2 separate regions of the Mus musculus genome follow, and region 2 is linked to region 1. A link is a contact called in public Hi-C data. All regions are on one chromosome and are shown on one strand. Each heading gives the region's core, a stretch centred on a gene start, on an enhancer-like site or on the middle of the called end of the contact. The rest is flanking DNA. Distances are from core to core; before and after follow the strand shown.

Region 1 (6,329 bases), core at 248-2,747:
CTTAGGCAACGCCTTCCCGGGTGCTTGCTCAGCATCCTTGGAGGTCTTGAGTTCAGTCTCCAGCATTTTATCGAGACGTGACGAGGTGATGTAATCTCAGCAAAGGCAGGGTCAAAGTTCAAGATCATCCTGTGTTATATTGTATGCTCTGGGCCAGCCTGGGCTACATGAGACTTCGCCTCAAACAAAACAAAAACAAAACAAAACAAAACAAAACACCCAACCAATTTAAATTATGTTGAGATATTATCTGTCTATGAAAAAAATTCAAATCTTTTATTGTGAAAGGATGTTGAATGTTATCAAGTGCCTTGTCTGTACCTACTGAGATGAACACATTTTGTTTCAAAAAAAAGATTTATTTATTTTTTAATCATCTGTATATATGTTATTCTTGCAGGGGTTTGTGCATGTGAGTGCAGGTGCCATTTGAAGCCAGAAGAGGGCGTTGGATCCTCAGAACTGGAGGAAGTTGTGAGCTACCTGATGTGGGTGCAGTACACACTCTTAATTCCAGAACCATTTCTCCAGCCTGCATGTGATTTTTAAAGTCATACATTCTGTTGTTTTGACGCATTGCGCCTATAGATTTGCATGTGTTGAGCCACCACTGCAACCTCCAACCTCCAACTTGATAGCCGTGGATGATCTTTTTGATATGCTGTTGTATTCAAACCCTTGGTGTTTTGTTAATAATGTTTGCATCTATACTCATCAGCAATATTGGTCTAGAGTTGGTGTGTCCTTTGATAAGGGGGAAATGCTGGCCTCACAGTTTGGGGTGGGAGGTCCTCTCTCTATCAATTCAGTGGAATAGTTTTGAAAACTTCTCTGAAAGAAGTTTTTGACGGGTGATAGTGGGGGACTCCTGGCCCAGTTAATTCTATAACTTCCTTTTTTCCCATCCCGAATTTTCTTCCCCCACCTTCAACCCCCAACGCCCTAACCACGATATTGAGACCCAAGCACTGGACATGAGTAAGGAAATCTGAGTCCGAGGGATGCACAGATTCTTAGGGTCTTCAGGGGCTGGAGAAGGAGAGGTATCCGTCTGGTTCTCCTCCCCTCCCCCCACCACCTCAACAAGCACGCCAGGCTATTGTCCCTTCCATCTTTAGGTTCCTGGAACTCACAGAAATGGGAGGGCAGCCATTCCTCCCTTTGGGGTTAATACCTTTTCTGTGGAACCTGAGGCAGGGATGGGATGGGTCTATTCCACTCAGCATCAGAGTCGCCTTCATGGTGAAGTGAGGTAAGGTGGGAATCCAATACTGAAGTATGTGACCGTGATTTAAATGGCTCTGAAACTTGAAGCTGTTCCAGAAAACGCTAAAGTGGCCAGTAAAATCAGTCTTTTCATTAAAATCCACAAAAGCCGCAGAAAGGCTGTCATTGGCTAGCTTCCCAGGCCACCCAAAGTGGCTAGGAGGTGGGGAAGACAAACCCCGCCCAAGCCCTAAGAGGGGAGAACTGGCTCTGAGAATTTCTGGTCAACCCTTGAGACCGCAGGGAACCAGCCCATCTCTTCCAAAGACTTCAAGAGGCAAGCTGAGTTCTTTAGCCCCACACCCTGGCCTGCACAGAAGGATTGGGGTCCGGGCGCGAATTTAGGAGAAACAGGAACTCTTGAGGAAGAACCCAAAGACCTTAAGACAGGGAAAAGGGACATAGAGTCTTGGGGCCCTCTAGATTTTGCATCAAGCGAAACCTTCGCTTCTAGAACCGCGAGTGGGGTGTCCTCCCGGAGGGGGCACGTCAGCCCCTGCCCCTCACCCTGAGCAGCGTCGAGGAAGGGTGTTTTACCATGGCTGAGGCCACGGAGCCCAAGGAGGTCGCTCCAGGTTCCCAGGGGCAACCCGAAGGTGCGACAATCGAGGGACCAGGAGAGCCAGGAGCTGCGGACCTGGAGGGGCGGGAAGCGAGCGAGGAAGCTGCAGAGGCACCTAGGGACCTGGGGGCGGGCGTAGAGGCCAGGGCCTCGGGGAAGGAGGAAGGAGGCTGTGGGCAGGACGAGGGAACTGGGGGAGCGCAGGCGCAGGACCCGCGCACCGGCCCTGAGGCCGAGACGCCGGGCGCCAGCGGAGCTCCAGGTGAAGCGGAGGCTGCGGAGCGCGACCCCGAGGGCGCGATCCCGCAGGGAGCGGAGGAGGCGCCAAGCGCCCAGCAGGTGCAGGGGATGAGCTCTGGGTTAGACTCTCAGGGTGAGGCCCCCGAGGTCCCTGGGGACTCTCGCCGGGAGCCCGAGGACCCCACGGCCTCAGAGGCAGGGGAAGAGGCAGAATCTGGTCAGGAAGCGCAGGGAGGCGGCGCGCTAGGGTTGCAGATCAACCCAGAAGTCCAGGGACTTGCAGGGGACAACATGGACACAGAGGCACCCGCAGGAGGGCCACTTGGGTCGGAGAGTGAGCCCCAGGGTGGAGGGGAAAGCAGCCCTCAGCCCCAGGATGAGGCGATTGAGATTGTAACCACAGAGATCGGAGGGAACGAGTCCGGGGAGCTGGCGGGCGCTTCGGCCGCAGACGCCGCGGGGGAAGGGGAGACCCTGGGGAAAGACGGGTCCGAGGAAGCAGCTTCCGAGGATGCGAGAGTAGATGCTCATGAGAATGGGGACCAGGGCAAGCTCCAGGAGGAGACCGGGGAGGAAGAAGCGAGGCCAGAACCCGAGTTGAAGGGACCCTGCGAGGGGGCCATCCAAGAGAAGCCCCCCGACGGCAGCCTTGATGGAGAGGAGGCCAAATCCACCGAACACGAGGAGGAATCCCAGGCAGAGCTCAGCAACCACTTAGCTGAGGAGCCCAGCGTCCAGGGTGGAGAAGAGTTGGGGCGAGTGAACGGCCGCAGGGAGAATGGCCCAGCATTGGAGGAGGGGGATCCGGGACAGGAGCACGACATCACCCTCTTCGTCAAGGTAAATCTTGCGCCCCCAGGGCCTACCCACAGAACCAAAACCGTACTCAAGTGCTTCAATCAGTCAGAAGGAACAGCTAGGGTTTCAGGAGAGTCAGGGCTGTGAATGAGGGTTAGTGGTTTGCCTAACTCGTATGAGGGGCCATCCCCAGCATCTCAAGAGTCAGTAGCATGAACCATGTAAGGTTTGGAAGTCAGGGGTGTGTGTGTGTGTGTGTGTGTGTGGTTGGTGACACTCCACTATCCCTTGTCCTGAACATCCTAACTGGCCCTTCTATTCCTAAGAATTAGGAAGAAAACAAAAAAAGTGACCAGCCTTATTAGTATTCAAAAGGTTTCAGCTAAAGAAGGCTTTAATCCTTGGAGTGAAAAAATGTGAACAGGTAGGTTCAACATGAGAATTCCCAGACTTAACTCCCAGAGGCCCAGAGCTGCCCAGCATTTTCAGGTGAAAAAACAAAACAAAACAAAACAAAACAAAACCTCGTCCAGGGGACACTGGGAAGTCTCCTATACACTGTCTTGTTTATTGAACATTTTAAGGTTTACTTTGGCAGATTTCAGGATGCAGGAGACTTGGACATCGTTTGTCTGAGTAATATGTTTCTGGTCTCCCTTTCCGTCAGGAAGAAAGCCATGATTTCATTTTTGAAAGAGTCTGTAGACACATAAGGAGGAAGTTTTGAGTGTAAACAGGCATTTTTACAAGGCTTCCAAAAAAAAAAAAAAAAAGTGGACAAAGTCCAGCAGTGGCTCACACCAAGAGCTTTGTTTAAAAGAAAAAAGTTTTTCCTGGGGACCTTTGGTCAGACCCCAGGAAGCTAGAGATAATAGGGTGAAGAATGTGTTACATGTCGAATGAACCCTAATCCTTCAGAAATCCCTTCACGTTTACAGACGGTCTAAACCCCTTTGGCTGAGATTTTAATAAGTAAAAAGAAAAATGTTCCCAGGAGATTAACACCAGGACCTAACCAAGTGTCTGAGATGGCTGAGATCTCCCCTTGCTTCTAAACAGTGAGATGGCTCCTTGCACACTAGCTCTATTTTAAAGACCGTAGGAGAGGGCGAAAACGGTGGAGTCCAACATGTTGGCACAGCCCTTCACTAGTCCTGTGGAGACTGGCGTGCAGGAGCAGGGTGGCTCCAGTCTGTTCCCTTAGGAGGACATTTTGCATGGTTCTGGTCACGTGGCTGTGTGATGATCCCGGCCAACCTGCTTGGCCTGCAGTTATGGAGGGAACTGCTCCTCTGCATCATTACCTGACCCCCCACTACTCTCTTTATCGCAGAGTTGCAAGGAAATCCAACCTCCCGGCCCAGGCACAAGTCCTTCAGGACTCAGTTCTTTGCCTCCTTTCTTCTCTCTCTGGCCTTCCCTTAGCATTGTGGGGTCCCCGGGTCACCAATGGCACTGCAGTGGCGGCTGTAGGAAGGTACTGTGTACCAGGGGAGAGCCATACTCCTGATTCTCCCAGCCTTGAAGGCGTGCACCCACTTTACCCTCTGTTGGAGTGAGTCTCCTGCACCATTGCCCTGACCATGCCTCCACCTGTCAGCAGCATGCAGGAGTCCCTGAGGACTTCACCTGTGTTTGCCTCCTCCCTGGGCAGATTAAATGTATCATTAGGTCCCTAGTGCAGACTGCAGGTGTGGAAACGATGAGGCTTTGAATGAGACACTGGCCAGTGGATCTGGAGCAAATTCTGGCTTGGTCACCATCTCCGTACTAGTTGGTTCCTTTCACAATAACGTAGCTCCCTCCCCTAGAGGTTATTATGAAGTCTCAGGAATAGGTCATGCTAAGCCCTTGGAATTGTTCCTGGCTCAGCATTAGCAGTGCCAGGGGGTGTTCCCCTGCCTCTGCTCCCTCCCCCCAGCTTCTGTGATGTGGTACAAGGAGTTCTCCCTCATTCTAATCCTGCCATTTTTTAAAGGGAACCTCTCTCTAGGTGTTGAACTATCTTCAATTTATGGGGATGAGAGTGTTATGAAACCTCAAGCAACTATCATTGCGACTATTGTTCCAAGGTGGTTGGTTAGGGCAAAGGTCGGAGTGGCTGGGAGTGAAGCTTGCGCACAGTGGATGTACATGGGACATGGGTTGGATGAGTCGTGACTCTCTGCTTGACACCTCCTCTCCTTTAAGAAAACAAGCAGATCTCCCAACAGTGAGGTTGGGTAGCCTCTTAGGGCCATTTAAAAGACCTGCCTCACTTCCATAAGGCTCTTGGTTTCTGCTGATCCACCTCTCTGAAAAACAAAGAAGAAACAATGAAACCCAAAGCAATAAAGAAACAAAAAGAAAACAAGAAACCTTTGTACCAGCAGGTCTTCCGGAGTCACAGAGTTGTAACGTTGTATTGGTAAATCCTAAAGTTAGGCCAGAATCACATTTTGTTACCAGTTCAACCGTGTCTGGGCTCTTCTGGGGCCTCCTTGCAGGTGGACTTCCTAGCCCACAGTGACTCACTGACCAGCTTTGTTGTGAGTTCAGGCGCATGCTCATGGTGGATTTCCTGGGACCTAGATGACCTGTTGACTCCCCAGAATTGTTAATTAAAGTCTTTCTTCCAGACACTGCACTTTGCCTGTGTTCTGTCCATGACCTTTCCGCCTTTACTACTTTTCTTATTTTTAACAAAGAAATAAATTGGTTATAATATTGTATATATTATTTCATATAAATCTATTTAACTATTACTCATTATAACATGCACTAGAAAGTTGTCTACCCAATGATATGGACTAATAATATCACTATTAAGTCATTACTAAGTCAGCTTATGATTTTGACCATCTGGTAGATTGCCTCACTCATCGTTATGAGAGCTATCATGTTACTAACTTGTCATTTGTTTGATTCAATGAATATACAAGGATGTGTTTTTTGTAAAGGAGCTATAGCCATATGCAGCAGCAGGCCAAGGAAGACTCCCTGGGGTTTTGTGTGTCAATCAGTCAGAAGGAACAGCTAGGGTTTCAGGAGAAACCCTAGCTAATGGCTAATCATCGATTATCTTTATTTTCTTCCCTTAAAGAAGTATTAACTAGGTCACCAGACTATAGGGTGATCCCCAAATATATATAAAATACATATAGTAAGAGATACGGTTTTCTTTTCCACTCAGGACTGGGAAAGGTAACTTCACACCACACGGTGGGGGTTGGGGTTGGAAAAGGAAATCAACAAACTAAATACCCACAGAGGTTTAGTCACCAGGGAAGTGTGGCTCAGAACATTGTTTCCTCAAATCCAGCCTGTTTTCTCAGCCTGTTTTCTCAGAGGCAAGGTTAGGACTGGGGGAGCCTGAGATATGGCTTTTATGACAAAATTTACATGACTTAAAAAAATCCTCCATCTGACCAGTGAGTGACCCTTGGCTTGAGTTTAAGAACTTTAAGTTGTAACAGTTCACATT
Region 2 (6,152 bases), core at 1,317-3,816, 520 kb after region 1:
GTGAGTACGCTGTGAGTTTAAAACCTGAACTCTGGCAGGAACTCCTCAGTAACTCAGAGGGCAGATTTGACTGACACTGCAAGGCAGCCCTCAGCCTGTGAACTTTCAAAGGAAATATCAGAGGACTCACCTGCCCACACGTTTAAACCCTTGCCAGGGTGTGGGTATGAGGAAAGGGGGAGGGCTCCTGCAGCACGTGCTAAACCAGGCCTGGGATCACACGGTCAGCCCTCACCAGTACCCACCAAAACCACCACCAATAAACACCATGATGATCCTTCCTCCCTCAGGCAGAGAGCACTTTGATTTTCAATAGGATTAACTCCAAGCTCTCCAACACTTAGGTGCCAATAAAATAAAGCAGTGTGGCACACAACCACGAGGCCCTCATCACTCGCATCTCAGCAGCGAGCAGGAGCAGCGAGGGCTGAATGGCTAAGAAGGGAGATCTAGCAATTGGCCCGCAATCACCTCACAAGTCAGTGGCAGGGCTGTGTCGGAAATTGGACTGTCTTCCAAACGTTGGTCCAGACCCCAAGGCAGCTGTAGGGTGGATTCCATGTCTACTCTCCTCTATCAAGCCTTCGTTTGGTCTGTTTCTGCTGAGGACCCTTTGAGGGTGTGGGTTTGCAGAAGATGTGCCACACAGATACAGTGAGTTAAAGCCCCTCAGCCAGCAAGGCCTGTGGGACTAAGCCCCTGCGTGCCTCTCATCTAGGAGCCCCTGGAAATCCTAAGAAGTCCATGGCACACCATTTCTTGTCTTTATGCCCCACACTAACTTCTTCATGTTTGCTGTCTGATTGTGTGTTCCTGTTTTATGTTCATTTAGACAAGTGGCAATTTCTCTTTCCCTCCCTCCCTCCCTCCCTCCCTCCCTCCCTCCCTCCCTCCCTCCCTCCCTCCCTTCCTTCCTTCCTTCCTTCTTTCCCTCCTTCCACCTCTCTCCTTTCCTCCCTCCTCCTCCCTCCCTTCTTCCTACTCTTTGTATCTCTTTTCTTCCCTCCCTCTCTCCCTTCCTCTTTCCTTCTCTCCCTCCCTCTTTCTCTTCCCTTTTCTCTCTCTCTTTTCTTCTTTTTTGTGCATTTCACTTCTCTGTTTTCCCTATACTGTTACTTCGATTTAAACACCCCAGATGTCGTACTCACTCTATGATAGGCGGTAATGTTGCTTGTGTGCTAGCAGCAGAGGCTGTGGAAAGCATAAGACCAGACCCCCTTTCACCTGACACCCACTCTGTGCTCTGTGAGTTTTACCATCTTCGCCCCTGAACATCTATACACTGAAGATGCCCCCAGTTCCAAACTGTCACTCACAAGAGCTAATCTTCCCACTGAAGCAGCAGAAGCCTTAGCACAAGGACTCCCAGGCCTCCACGGGACTCTCTGCTTCCCCTTCTTCTGACTCTCAGATGCACTGGGGCATTGGTGGCTGGGTTAATGAACCCATCCATTACACCGCCACAGTGGAAGGAGAATTTACCTCACTGTGTCTACAGCTGGGGCACAGCCAGCATATCTATAACCAGAAGGCAGCTGATTCAAGAGAACCTGCAGTAGAATGGTCATTTCTTACCATCAGGGGTGCCTGCCATACAATACTCAGTCAGGTACTTTCCAGATGCAAATGAAGACCGGCTGTCCTGATTGGATGGTGTTGGGTGGGTCCTGGGTGGAGGCTGGGTTCACAGGACACAGCTTTGCTGTATCAGGTCACAGTCAATTCCTGTTACACATCCTCAGTTCAGTTGGGGGGCGGGGGGAGAGGGAACGAGTAGACCCACAGTTCCCTGCTTGGGGACACTTTCTGGACCAGGGTTCGATAGGCAAACTCTTTCTTCCTGGATTTTCCATTATTGGCTCCCATCCAGTGTGGCCACAGCTTAGAGAAATAACATTTGGATTTAAGGGCATGTTTTTGGTTGATTAGACACACAGACACACAAAAACAAATAGATGCTTTCACATACATAAACATATAGATGTGCAAGCTCACACACACAGGGAGGGAGAGGTGTGTGGGGGTATCTAGGCTACTTTTGTGTTTCGTTTCTCTGTACCCTACCTAGTATTTTGAGGGATGATAGGCCTAACTGAAAGCCCCAACTTAGGTGTTCACACCCTCTAAACTCCCCAAACCAGTTGTGCATTACCAAGAGTTTGGCATCCAAATATTTCCTCGGTTGTTTTGTCTAAGCCACACCCACAAAACAAACGCAAAAGTGCACTCTACCCTGGTGGGCAAACAACTCTGCCCGAGTCTCTCCGAGGCCAGGCACACATTTTGCCCCAAGCTGTTTTGTTGCTTTGTGCGAATGGTAAGCACTCAGCTGCTTTTTTACACCTTATTTTAACGCCTTATTATTTCAAAGCGATCTCTGGTCTTATTGACAATAATTACTGTTAACTCCCCCGTGGAGTTCAAAGGCTCCATGATTATGAAACCTCTTCTAAGGACGAGCCGATTAATCCAGCTTGTTATTAAATTAGAACTGTATTCTTGACCTGTTTTCACGAAGGTTTTATTATTGCTTCCCTAATAAGCTTAACTATCACCTTGAAATCACATTACTATCTGTGTAATCTCTATTATCGGTGCTAGAAGGCTACAGGATCGCTAAGTATCGGATGGGTGTTGAAGGTCTCTGTTGAGATGGCTATAAATTAATTATCAGCAACTCTCCAGCCCCCTCAAGTCCACCCTTCTAACATCCACCCCCAGCCTTCACACCTGGACTCTTTGGTTCAACCACATGACTTTATACTTTGATGTCTGAATGGATGCTTATTAGACTCTTTCACCAAGTGATCTGAGGCTGACCTCTTCCACCTACCCTCCTCTGCCCTCCAGATCTCCAGGACCCCTTGTTTACCCTGTGGCAGGGGTGGTCTCACCTACACCCATGGCCTCTTTCACCTGACTCAGCCACTAGGATGTGCCACGTGGTGCGGGACTGGTAAGCATCTATGCTGATCTCGGCGGCCTGGCTCCTCAGCTGGCCTGCAAACCTCCAGGATATACTTGGTTTTGCAGAGGGGCTCACTGGGGCTGGCGTCTAAAGAGCCGACGGGTGCTCCACAGTTCCAGGTCTTCTCTGTCCCTGTAATTCTCTTCGTTACTCACTCACCTCCTGGCCTCGGTTTCTCATTTGTAACCTAGAGCTCCTGCCTTTCCCAGCTTCTTTACTGATGTCCGTAGGGAGCAGAGATCCTATCCTGGCACAGAGCCTGGAAGCCCTCATCCTCAAACCCAATCCATCAGTGATTTACTTCAGCTCCTTCCCACCCCTCCTCGATAGAATGTATCTTGGAAGACTCCTTTCTGGGTGAGAGGATGCTCTCACCTGCTCCTCGGGTGGTAGCAGCTTCCTGATTCTTCTGTCTGACCCTATCCGTGACTGGTGGGTGCGCCATCCCCGGCAGTGTTTTCTGAGTGACCTTTTAAAGGCAATGTCAGAGCAGGGTGTAAGTGTGCTCTTCACTCTACAGTCTTGATTGCAAGGCAGAGCAATCCTCCAGTCCTGCGCACGCCTTTTCTCTCCCTCCGCTCTCCTCTTTCTATCTCTGTACCCCCCAACCCCACCCCAGCTAACTCGCTCTTGCTTCAGGCATACCTAGACTTTGCTGACATGCGGGCACTGAAGATTCCTTGTCAGTGGCTTGGCATTCTCAGGTAGCCACCTGGGTCCTTCTGTCATGACTGTGACCCTCGGTTTCTTGTTTTGTCAGAGGGGACTTCAGGAAGGCCAGATCATACGTAGCACAGGCAGCCTCTCTGTTCCTTTACCGTGATGTACCCCTCTTCTGTTGATGATAGGGAATCACTTAGCACATTGCCCATGAGCTTAGTGTGTCCTTCCTCAGCCTCATGACCTTCACGAGTGCAGGCACTCTCTCTTGTTTACTGCTCTCTGACCCTTGAGTAGCACTGGAGCATAGTAGGCACACAAGTATCCACTAAAGCAGTGAGTGAGTGTATGAATGAATGAGTGAATGAGTGAATGAATGAATGAATGAATGAATGCAGAGACTCGGAGGTGTCTGTTTGAAACCCCAACACTTTAACCAATGGCTCACTATCTCAGTCATTGTTTGAGATCCACTGGAAGATTTTTAGAGTCCCAACATCCATTTCACACCCTAGAAATTTTTTTTTGAAAGATCAGAATCTCTTGGAGTCAAGCCCAGGTATTAGCACTTCTAAAAAGCACCCTAGATGTTTCCAAGTGAATAACCAAGGTTGAAAAGCAGTGGTCCCCAGTGTATAAGAGAGTATTTTGTTTTTCCAGCTAACACCTCCCTGGCTAAGTGCCTCATACACTGTGGCTGTCTTGAACAGTTGATTTCGGAAATGGCCACTTTGAATGCATAGATAGTTAATGTTTGCAGGAAAACCTCTGGGCTCTTGCACTTGGGCGCACGCACATAGAGCTAACTCTACCTTGTAGGAGTAGAAATACAAGCACTTGCGTGTCTACTATCTCAGGCTCCTGGAGACACTCCCACCCCGTACTCATGCCATTGTGGCAATGTGGTAAACCTATTTCTTTTTTCTTGCAAGTTTTCTTGCCCCAAACTCCCCACAGATTGGATGAGAGGCATTTCCCACTTCAGGAGAAGGCAGACATTGCCTAAACACAAAGATGGCTTTAAAGTTTAGCTTTGAAGCACAGACTAAATTTGTCAGTGAGATGGTTAGAGGGGTGGGGTAAACTTGCAAGAAGAAAAGAATTTGCTAGATACTCAAACTTACTTTTTTTTTTTTTTGGTGAGAGACTGTCTTTTATTTATTTTTTTTCTTTTTTTCCCCATTTTTTATTAGGTATTTAGCTCATTTACATTTCCAATGCTATACCAAAAGTCCCCCATACCCACCCCACCCCACTCCCCTACCCACCCACTCCCCCTTTTTGGCCCTGGCGTTCTCCTGTACTGGGGCATATAAAGTTTGCAAGTCCAATGGGCCTCTCTTTGCAGTGATGGCCGACTAGGCCATCTTTTGATACATATGCAGCTAGAGACAAGAGCTCCGGGGTACTGCTTAGTTCATATTGTTGTCGAGAAAGCTCAAAGAAATGACCAGTATGTTCTTAAACTCTCTCTTTTTAATCTTGGTGTCTCTGTGCCAAATTAAGAATTATTGAGGTAATAAAAGCTTTGGTTGTTCACATGTGATACTTGTATCGATAATTATATTGAAAAAGTAAACCTGATATTAAAATGCTTATTAATTTATTTTTAATAACAATGTTAAATCTCATATTAATATGAATGCCACATATTTGAAAATAATGTGTTCTTTCTTAAAGAAATAGTAATATTGCTCAAAAACATGTATAGTTATATTTTCATAAATCACTTTGATGCTTGTGTTAGTGGAGTGGAAGACAACAGTATTTTCACACCTGTGTTTGTTTTCAATATGTCTCAGTCTTTTGTTTGATTGAAGCAGAATGAAGAGAACTCAGTCTGGAAACCATCCAGTTATACCATCCAGTTACTATTAACGCATACCCGAGATAATCAGCTTACAAAGAGAAGAGGTTTGCTCCTGCTCATGGTTGCAGAAATGTTGCTGAAGGGCTGTTTGGCTCCGTGTCCTTGGGCACATCGGGGAGACGTCATGGTGGAAGTGTGGTGGGGAGAAGCCCGATGCACTGACAGTTGGGAGCGAACAGATCCCACAGGACTCTGCAAAGACGAATGTGAAACCACCAGAGACCTTCCAGTAGGCCTGGCCTCCACGGGGCTTCCACACTCTCTTCCAAAAATCACCAAGCTGAAGGCTCAGGATTTAGCATAGGGACTTTAGAAGACATTTCAGATCAAAACAACTATACACACATACAGTTCAAAGGACAGGGTGTCCCGAGACCCACGGGACCGACTGCAGAGGACTGTTGAATTCTTCGGTATTACATGACACCATACAGGTGGTTTTCTTAAAGTTCAGTTGTAATATGGAGTCTGAATACAGCAGTGAATTTCATGCTCTGTCATGTAAAACCAAATTAATCCAATTGTGTTGTAAATATATCTTTCCCTCATACATCCCTCACTTACAACAGCCATACAGATCATTTAGGAAATGAATGCCTTTCACAATGTTACACAGATCTGCCAAAAGCTGACAATTTACATTAGTCAATGGAG

Evidence for each region. Hi-C and Micro-C count contacts between places; a contact is called where the count stands out from the background.
Region 2: a contact with region 1 is called in a Hi-C map of rod photoreceptor, with 3 times the contacts expected there. The contact joins the enhancer-like site here to the promoter of Clic6 in region 1. A contact is called at or near these places in 2 of 39 promoter capture datasets (hematopoietic stem and progenitor cells and neutrophils), 1 of 484 Hi-C or Micro-C datasets (rod photoreceptor), 1 of 115 datasets of contacts at active chromatin or transcription factors (embryonic stem cells) and 1 of 9 other capture datasets (adipose tissue).

Annotation. Positions count from the first base shown.
Region 1 is chr16:92,496,650-92,502,978 of GRCm38.p6, forward strand. It overlaps Clic6 (chloride intracellular channel 6), which reads left to right and starts at 1,498. Exons shown (of 6, transcript NM_172469.3): 1 at 1,498-2,908. The coding sequence starts at 1,805. It overlaps 2410124H12Rik (RIKEN cDNA 2410124H12 gene), which reads left to right. Exons shown (of 3, transcript NR_165041.1): 3 at 401-721.
Region 2 is chr16:93,018,800-93,024,951 of GRCm38.p6, forward strand. No RefSeq gene overlaps it. Among named protein-coding and RNA genes, the nearest start is that of Gm41499, 65 kb to the left of the region's middle. Within about 2 kb of position 2,567, at least 20 of the 459 cell types and tissues checked have an H3K27ac peak or open chromatin away from gene starts, as enhancers often do. A contact at or near this core is called in rod photoreceptor, where this site is marked.